2 separate regions of the Gasterosteus aculeatus genome follow, and region 1 is linked to region 2. The links are chromatin contacts, called in public Hi-C maps. All regions are on one chromosome and are shown on one strand. Each heading gives the region's core, a stretch centred on a gene start, on an enhancer-like site or on the middle of the called end of the contact. The rest is flanking DNA. Distances are from core to core; before and after follow the strand shown. Region 1 holds the start of LOC120832672 (cytochrome c oxidase subunit 7A2, mitochondrial-like). Region 2 has its middle 14 kb from the start of cd109.

Evidence for each region. Hi-C and Micro-C count contacts between places; a contact is called where the count stands out from the background.
Region 1: a contact with region 2 is called in a Hi-C map of skeletal muscle, with 9 times the contacts expected there. The contact joins the promoter of LOC120832672 here to the enhancer-like site in region 2. A contact is called at or near these places in 4 of 6 Hi-C or Micro-C datasets (skeletal muscle, tail fin and whole body).

Annotation. Positions count from the first base shown.
Region 1 is chr15:4,680,424-4,684,756 of fGasAcu3.hap1.1, forward strand. LOC120832672 (cytochrome c oxidase subunit 7A2, mitochondrial-like) reads right to left here and starts at 2,795. Exons shown (of 4, transcript XM_040199135.2): 1 at 2,606-2,795; 2 at 1,782-1,871; 3 at 1,113-1,197; 4 at 784-1,019. The coding sequence starts at 2,623. The coding sequence ends at 961. tmem30aa (transmembrane protein 30Aa) reads right to left here. Exons shown (of 8, transcript XM_040199128.2): 8 at 2,848-3,942. The coding sequence ends at 3,749. It overlaps col12a1a (collagen, type XII, alpha 1a), which reads right to left and starts at 233. Exons shown (of 65, transcript XM_078089500.1): 1 at 1-233.
Region 2 is chr15:4,585,683-4,589,675 of fGasAcu3.hap1.1, forward strand. No RefSeq gene overlaps it. Among protein-coding and RNA genes, the nearest start is that of cd109, 14 kb to the left of the region's middle. Within about 2 kb of position 1,374, at least 1 of the 9 cell types and tissues checked has open chromatin away from gene starts, as enhancers often do.

The DNA.
Region 1 (4,333 bases), core at 1,545-4,044, 96 kb after region 2:
TCTCTCTCCTCTGCTCGGCTACTGAAGCTCCAGCAGCAGATGTCCTACCAGGAAAAGCCTCTTTCCAAGTGGGAAGAATCTTTCCACCATCGGCTACTTAATAAAGGGGGGGCAGATCCCAACCCTCAGTTTACCGGGATAAGGGCATCTTACGAAACCTCCACTCGATGCGTAATGCCCCCCCGCCCCCCCGCTAAGAGCGACCCACTGCTGGAAGCTACTCTCTTTTTCCTGCATTCCTTTGGTCTGGCGATTTAATGAGTTTCCAGCGCCAATGTGACGTCACTGCGGGGGTGACAGCTGGACAAACGAGGCTGGTGCGGGAAGTGTTTCCTCACAGCACATTTATTTACTCACATGTAGACGTAAATAAAAGTGAATTTTTTTTTATTTATTTTTTTATTAAAAGGAAACCTCTTGGGTGTTGGTTTGGTTTGTTAGGGTGGATATTTCTCACAGGGCGTTCAATGTGATTAAAGAAGCTTAAAGGTGTCAGCCCAATGTTTTTACAAGAGTATTCCATTGTTTTGGTATTTTGGGAACAACTTACCGGGCTACTCCTTGCCCCAAATGGAGCGCTTCTGACTGGCGGGTTTATGGCGCCCTCTGGTGTTCAAACCAAAGAGCTGCACTAGATTTAGGTGATTGGTGGAGGAAATCCAATGTAGGCTAATTAAAAATATATAAATTACACACACACACACACACACACACAGACACACACACAGACACACACAGCTGTTCTCTGCTTTGCTTGGATCATGTGTGAATAACTAACTCCTGTAAGTTTAAAAAACGTTTATTATTATTTGCAGCTCGTTATTTTTTACAAATACATTTCAAACATGAAACATATCGTGATTCATCGGACTCCCAGGATAAAATTCTGGACAGAGTTTATAAATTACGGTCATGATGCGATGATTGTTGCATCAGATAAATTAAGAAGTCCATCCCCCCTCAGTGTGGCTTCCTGGGCATTGCTGCACTGAAGAGCTCATACACTACAAACGCAGCCCCTGTGAAGACAGCAGACCAGTGTCACAGGTGGGACGGAGACACGACAGGAGCATCGAAACGTGCTTTCAAATGTCAGGCCGACGCTTACGTACCGAACACAGTGAGAGTCATTGTGGCTCTGTAGAGCAGAGCGTCCCTCGTGCCGCCTTTAAGATGGACGGGTAGACCGTTATCCTCCTGTTCAGAGAATGAAGGCGTGAAGTTATTCAAAATAAACATCTCTACTTAAAGAATGTGCTAATGCTTATTTTTGCTTGTCTCTGTTCTACGGCGGGACGTTTTTGGAGGAGCTCAGCTTTGGTTGACCACAACAACCAGGGGGCGGGGTACAGAACACTACGCAATCAAACAGCGCTCGCTCTGAGATTCAGAAGGCAAGTAGGACTCAGCAAAGCCTGCCGCACTGGAACGTTGATCTTGCAATGAATATTTAATTAGAAGCCTGCAAGCAGCATCAGTTTGGCCCCAGCGACAGCCGAAGGTTGATTTGACATTGTAGGGAGGAAAGAATCCACTAATACTCATCTGTCAGGCTACAAAAGGGAAATAAAAGATTCAGTCTCCAGAACCTGGGAATAAAGTAGACTAACATTGTCAGCATCAAAATATCTCTCATTTGTCTCAATTTTAAAAAAATGACATATGTGGCTTTTAAATCTCAAGTCCAAAAGAAACATTGTACATTTCAGAGAATAAAAAACTAAACGTTTCCTACATTTATTTTCCCAGGTTTCGTCCTCAATAAAAGGGTCAAACGCTACCTGAAAGAGTTTTTGTTTTTGCTTCACAGAGTTCTCCATCGGTCTGCTGGCACTGCTGGTAACGGTGCGGCTGGAAAGCTGCCGAAGTCCCTGTTGGTACAAACACTTCATGGGAGGATTTAGCAGTTCACACAGTTGAACGAGGACATTGAAACAGGACAATGCTGTGTAATTATTTTGACACTAAATTGGCAAACGCTTGTACGACAGTCCAGCAAGCTGACTTCAACGAGTGATGAGTGAAGTTGCACATTTGTACAGCACGTTGACCACCCGAGCTGGAAGGTTGATCCTTTTAAAACCTTCGAATGGAAACAATGGCGACGCCTGCTGGTTGACCTCTTGCGTTGCAGCTGTTCGGAAGGAACACGTGCATGAAGAGAGCTCACCTCTGCTGTCAACGCTGATTAAAGTACTTAGTGAAAATTATAATTCGTAGACGGTCACGGGACTTTCGTTTGGTTGAAACGAGCAAATGGAAGCACCTGTTTACAGGTGAACACCGGAATCGGACCTCGCGCGTGACGTCACAAGCGTCCAGCTCACTCGCTCGAGCGCTCGACCTGTTACTTAAGCGATGACGTAACGATCGGCCCGGTGTCAATAAGGGCATTGCTAATTACGTAGAATTCCTAAATGAAATACGCGTTTGTCTAATTGCGACACGCTTTTACCATCTAGCTTTAGGTTAAGAAAGCAAAGTTAGTGAAACGAGTCGAGCTCGTTTTACCGTTAGTGCCGTTACTCTTCATCTGGAATAAACCTCGCAAACATTTACGCCGTAATAAGCGGAATGTGTTTGCGGAACATGCGAGCCGTCTTACCACGAGTTGTCTGAACATTTTGGCGCAGTTGTTGCGTTGTGTGTGCAGCTGAGAGGAGAAGGAGCAGCACAAGGACAAAGGGACAGGACGACTTCCCACAATGCCTTGGTGGACAGGTTACATCCGGTCGAGGGACATTCTTATAATTACTATGATAATAAAATCATAGTAATCATATTAGTATCGATGACAAGCTTTTAAAAAATAACACGTAAATGTGATCCGCAATTAAATCACAACAATACATTCAACAGGTTGTTTAATTGGGCCCTACAAACCTTATAAAAAAAACTATACATTTCAAATTAAAACAGGTGAATTGGATTTAATGAAGAATGTAATTATATAACAGGATGCAGTCTAATTGAGGGGTGGTGGGGCAAACAAATGGGACACTGAAGTGCATATCATTTGGTCAACATTGAAGAACACAAGATGATCGAACACTCTGTAAAAACAAAACCACGTTTGTGCTCTTATCTGCCTGAGGCGATGGCGTTTCATCAACAAGCATCAGATTATGACTTCAAAAGTAAACCTAAGGACCGGTTCAGCATCTGTATACAGCCAGTCGCTGCAGAGGGTAAATAGCCACAACCGTGGTGCTACTTGTATCCTATGAGTTACATACTTCATGCTCGGTATCAGCGATAGCCGTGCTCGCCGTGGCCAGCGTCACACGAGCAATGGTTTTACCATCCTATATTCAAGGTAATCGCAAAGCCAGAGGTATGTCAATAAAATATAATGGTACATTCGTCAGCAGGACATATTACAGTACATGTTATGGACAAAAGCTGCATTAGAAATGCATACATCCTTCAGTAAAAGGATCCATTTCACAAAGCACTGCTAAAATAAATCAAGGTACTTTGATATGATTTAGATAAAAAGATAAATACATTTCTTTGAACACAGGAAAATTACATTCCCAGCAGCTGATTCAAAGCTATATGTACAGAGACACAGACGCAAGCATCATTCTTTGCATTAGTTGCCCAAAATCACAGCTTTTGATGAGACTCTTCGGACAACAATAAACAGAAACCAGTGTATTCACACTAAAGTCAACAAGCAGCGCAGAACAGACCGCCTTCAGGGTCAACCATGCATGCAGACAGGAAATTGTGCTACACGGACAGATTAGCCCGGGATATCTGCACTGTTGTTGCGGGTGTCGTATTTATGGTGGATGATGAGCAGGACCACACCCAGGAAGAAGCAGATGGAGCCCACGGTGATGTAGGCGATGCCAAGGAAAGGGTTCTTGCCTCCCATCCAGGAGATGGTGCTCAGGATCATCCGCTTGCGACCATCAAAGCTGCGCACGGGGTAATCTGGTGATCACACGGTTAAAGGAAAAAACAACAACAAAGAAAACGATGGGAAGTTTTGGCTTTTAAATCCCGGCTTGCACAGAACCATTCATTTTGTGAAACGCTAATAAACATATCCCTGTGTGATTCCACCAAAGTAAATAAAATATCCATTCATGGAAGCGCAACAATTGCTAGTTTACCTCAGTAGCTTTACACTAGTTTTAGTATAACTAGATAGTATTCCAGCTTCTGTAAGTATGAGATACCTGGAAAACTAGTTGAGTAAAACCCAGATCCCCCTCTACCCTAAAACATGTACTGATATCAAATGAGCCACTTATACTTAGTTCAGATTACTGGGTTGCTTCATAAAAAGGTCGGACACAAAACTGGCTTCAGCCCAGTGTCG
Region 2 (3,993 bases), core at 124-2,623:
TAGCAGTCCTACTTTCGTGAACCAGACCTAAATGAGTTTGGATGTAAATACGGCACCAAGGAGGAAAATGCCCTTTCAGATAATTTGGACTGATAGGAAAGTCATCATTCCCCTCGGCCACATCACGAACATTCGAGCCAGAGGAATGCAGACTGATCTGGAGCGCACACGTGTAAGTGATCAGGCCTGACGTTGCTGAAGTAACATAAAATATGAATGTTATTGCTGAGGTTTTGAGCCTACTGTGTTCAGTCCGTAGCATATTTCACTTTTTTCAACACAAACATCGCGTTCACACGACCAAGATCAGTGATCAAATGTTTTTATTTGGAAGTAATATCGAAGTTCCTCCAGTGATGGAAGGTTTGCTCTGTCGCTGTACCCGACCTTTGAACTGGTTTTCTGGTTTTTACGCGTCAGATGTTTTAGAATGCTCATTGGGCAAAGAAAGAACGCTCAAGGGGCTGTAAAGCTTTTTGTTTCATGTGCAAACGCAGACATGGAATGAAACTGAGAATGAAAGTTGTTCTGGTAAAAACCTCTACACATTTAAACTCTTAACTTTTGGCTTCATTCAAATGTCATAAATGCCTTGAACATCTGAGGGAATCTCCCGCAGATGCTTCCCCTGCTTCATTCCTTCAAATCTTTAAAATTAAGTGAATCCTTCAGTAAAGATACCTGACCACAGTACTGTGGGATGAAAAAAGAATTACAGCAAAGACAGATTGTGAACTGTGAACATGTAGAACACATGTGACCACACGGTCTTGGCCTTATTCTCTTTACTCCCATATGCTCCTGTTTTAAGACCTTACCTTATATAAGCATGAAACTACACACCAGGAGCTCACAGGAGATTTATGAATCTTCAAAAAAAGGGGAAACACACATGCTCATACAAAAAAAGATGATGGGTGATGCTTCTTACTGTGGATTGGCTTTGTCAAAGATTTGACTGGGTTTGTACCCTCGTATTGGAATGTGATTATTGTAAGTTGCTTCGGGTGAGGGCGGCAGCTAAATTAAATGGAATCTAATTTAAGTAGCAACTATGCTGACACAGTTTTCCCAAAGCAGAAATAAAACAATTACACACCGTTTCCATGATAACAAACACTGTTTGCATCTCGCAATTTCCAAAAGCTTTTTCCAGAAGACCCTGAGAGGTTGCAGTACCACTCATCAACACTAGATGGCAGACGTGCTCTCCTAATATCCATAGTTTTAAAAGCATTGGCAAGAGCCTTAATAAACTGATACTATCAGAAATAGGAAATACTTTTGGCCTGCACACTCTGCGGTGTCTGGGATTTAATGATAACTTTGCTGTTAGCGCTAAATGGAAAGTAGATGTGACACCCGGGATTATACCGACTCACCAGAGACCTGCATTGTGAAAGGGTCCATGACGTCCTTTATGCTGGCTGAGAACCAAACCGCCTGTATATCCTTAATCCATCCGCTGAAAATATACCCGATCACGTGGGGTAACAACCAATGCGCAAAGGTCACGATGGATGACCCTCACTCAGCGGGGCCTCCTTGTGAGCCCCGCAAGTAAAACAGTGATCAGTCAGCGGTCATGATGTCATGTGTTTTCCTTGTCAGAAGGTTGACAACTGCCTGATGCGGGGGGCCTTAACTGACACAGAGCTCAGGGAAGTGGTAAGATGAGTTGAAGGACAACTCTCTTAGCAAAAAAATTGCATGAGAGACAGAGAAGAAGAGATTGACGTCTTAACAGCGCGAGTCTGTCACCACTTTGTTATGAAGATCAACATGAGCATAAAAAGAAGAAAATGTAACATCCCGCAAGAACCGCTTCACTGTTTCCGCAGCGGCTCCTGGGGGGGGGGGTCGCGTCTCGCCCGGAAACAATGCTGAGCCCGAAATAAATCAGATCCATGGAGTCTGATGAGATTTATTGATGTTTCCCTCATGTCAATGTGGCCTTGAGAGGAGCAATGTTGGCTGTCCAAAAAGGAGATGCGTGGTAAACAATGTGGAGGAGAGGACTGCTTATGCCAGAGGTCAAGGTGGAGTGGGAACGTTATGTCCAAACACGCGGTTCACCTGGACAACAGGCGTCTTCAAAGCGTACCGAGAAAAATATGTCTCGCGTCGAGCAGATTTTATCAGACACACTCATCAAAAAGGAAAAGCCTCTTGACAGCGCTGCAGAGATTTAAGAGCAATACTCTTTCAAACCGCAGCTATTTCGAGCAAGACTTTGTGGCTTGGAGGCGTTTCCTGGCGATGCGTCATTTTAGAGCAGCATCTTTTTCAGAATAACATTGATACGAAATGGCTCCGTGTGGACCTGCTCCAGATGACATCAGTGGGAAAGATCCGCCATCACAACAAACAAGCACCTCATATGGAAACCCAAATGATGCATTTGTTTGGCAAGGCACGCTCCATTCACCGGGTCGAATCGTGGAGGAAAAAGAAGAAGAAGAAAAAAAAAGACCAACCCTTTGAGCTTCTATCCCACCCAGAGTGAGTGCGTGTTTGTACAACCCCCCCTCCCCCCACGGCGATCCTGCACAGGCCGACCCAGACAGACGAATGTACCCTAGACAGAGGGGGCTCAGGAGGAACAAAGCGGGGCTGACAGTCCGCTCAGTCATCCTGCCAGAGGTGGGCCATCCCTGATCTTATCCTCTCAGGTAGATGACCCCCGAACAAGAGGTGTCTGGTTCGCTCTTCGTCACCGCCAGAGATTATGTCTGGGCTATTAGTGTCTGTCAGGCGAAACGTCGGCCCGCGTGAGTCACTTTCTTTTGATGCATCATTTTGGACTTCACGTGTTGATGTCTAGTATGCTAGCTGCTACAAGCCCAATGACACATAACCCAAATGAAAGCCAGAATTGTTGAGACCCTGCATGGACACCTCTTAAACTTGGACATTTCAGTCACAAGTGAAAAAGAAATGATGAAAATGCACATTAGCTCTAATGATGTAACCAAACCAGCCCTTTGGAAACCAAATATCTCGACAACCGCTAAGACAAATGGTAACGACAACTTTGTGGTTGTCCTCGGGGCCGACGTTTGTGAGTCACAAGATGAAACTGCTACTGCCGTTGGTAGAGCCGTTCATCTCTTCCTCAAAGACATCCCAGCTACTTTCAAAGCCCAGCTTTGTGTGAATAAATGACCTCTGCTCCGCTCCGACCGCATTACTGCTCAACGCAACAGAATGAGTCGGTTTTCATTGCGGTGAAAGGTCATTTTTGGGAAAAGGCTTCAACCGTACCGCCTCTTGGGAGCGTGATGGATCGGTTCTGTCTGGCTCGCGATGGTTCCTTGACTCACCGCTCCTGTGCTCCATCTATTTGGCCTCGTGCTCGTCGTCACTCAACGAGTCACTTCAGGCTCTGGGGTTCTGAAACGTCTTTGTGAGGAAATGAATGATTCACATTACGGGAGAGGCTAAGATAACCCTGTCTCACACACACACGGGGAGAAAACGCTCCTAATGTCGCTGCGACTTCTCTCACTTAGAGCCTCTCTGGGTTTTCCACTCATTTTTCATCAGGGTCGTTTTCCCTCCCCCAGGTTTCCTGAACCTCATGGGCCAATTACAGTAATCAGAAACAGGTGGAAATAGGATTATACCACTGCTCCCGTATGCGTATGTGCAAATGTGCCATACTATACGCGGTTATAGGACAGCGACCAAGAGGAAGCATGTTAGCGTGTCAAAGGCACTAACCGACATGGGATTATTGTCCGAGGAGTTCCGCCGGTCCAAATCCGCCGCCCTGATTCCTCGGCATGGAGGAAACAACACGGGGCGTGCAGCTGAACTTGGTGTGACGTGGGGGCTCATGCAGTAGCAGGATACACGGGGGTTGATGAATGAAGTGGTGCTGAGAAAATAAACGCTACCGCTGTGTTACTCCGCTGACGTATGGCTCGATGATAAGCGACCCTCCGATGGTGGACCTGCTGGAAACGCTCGGGGCCCGGTTGTGACAAAGTG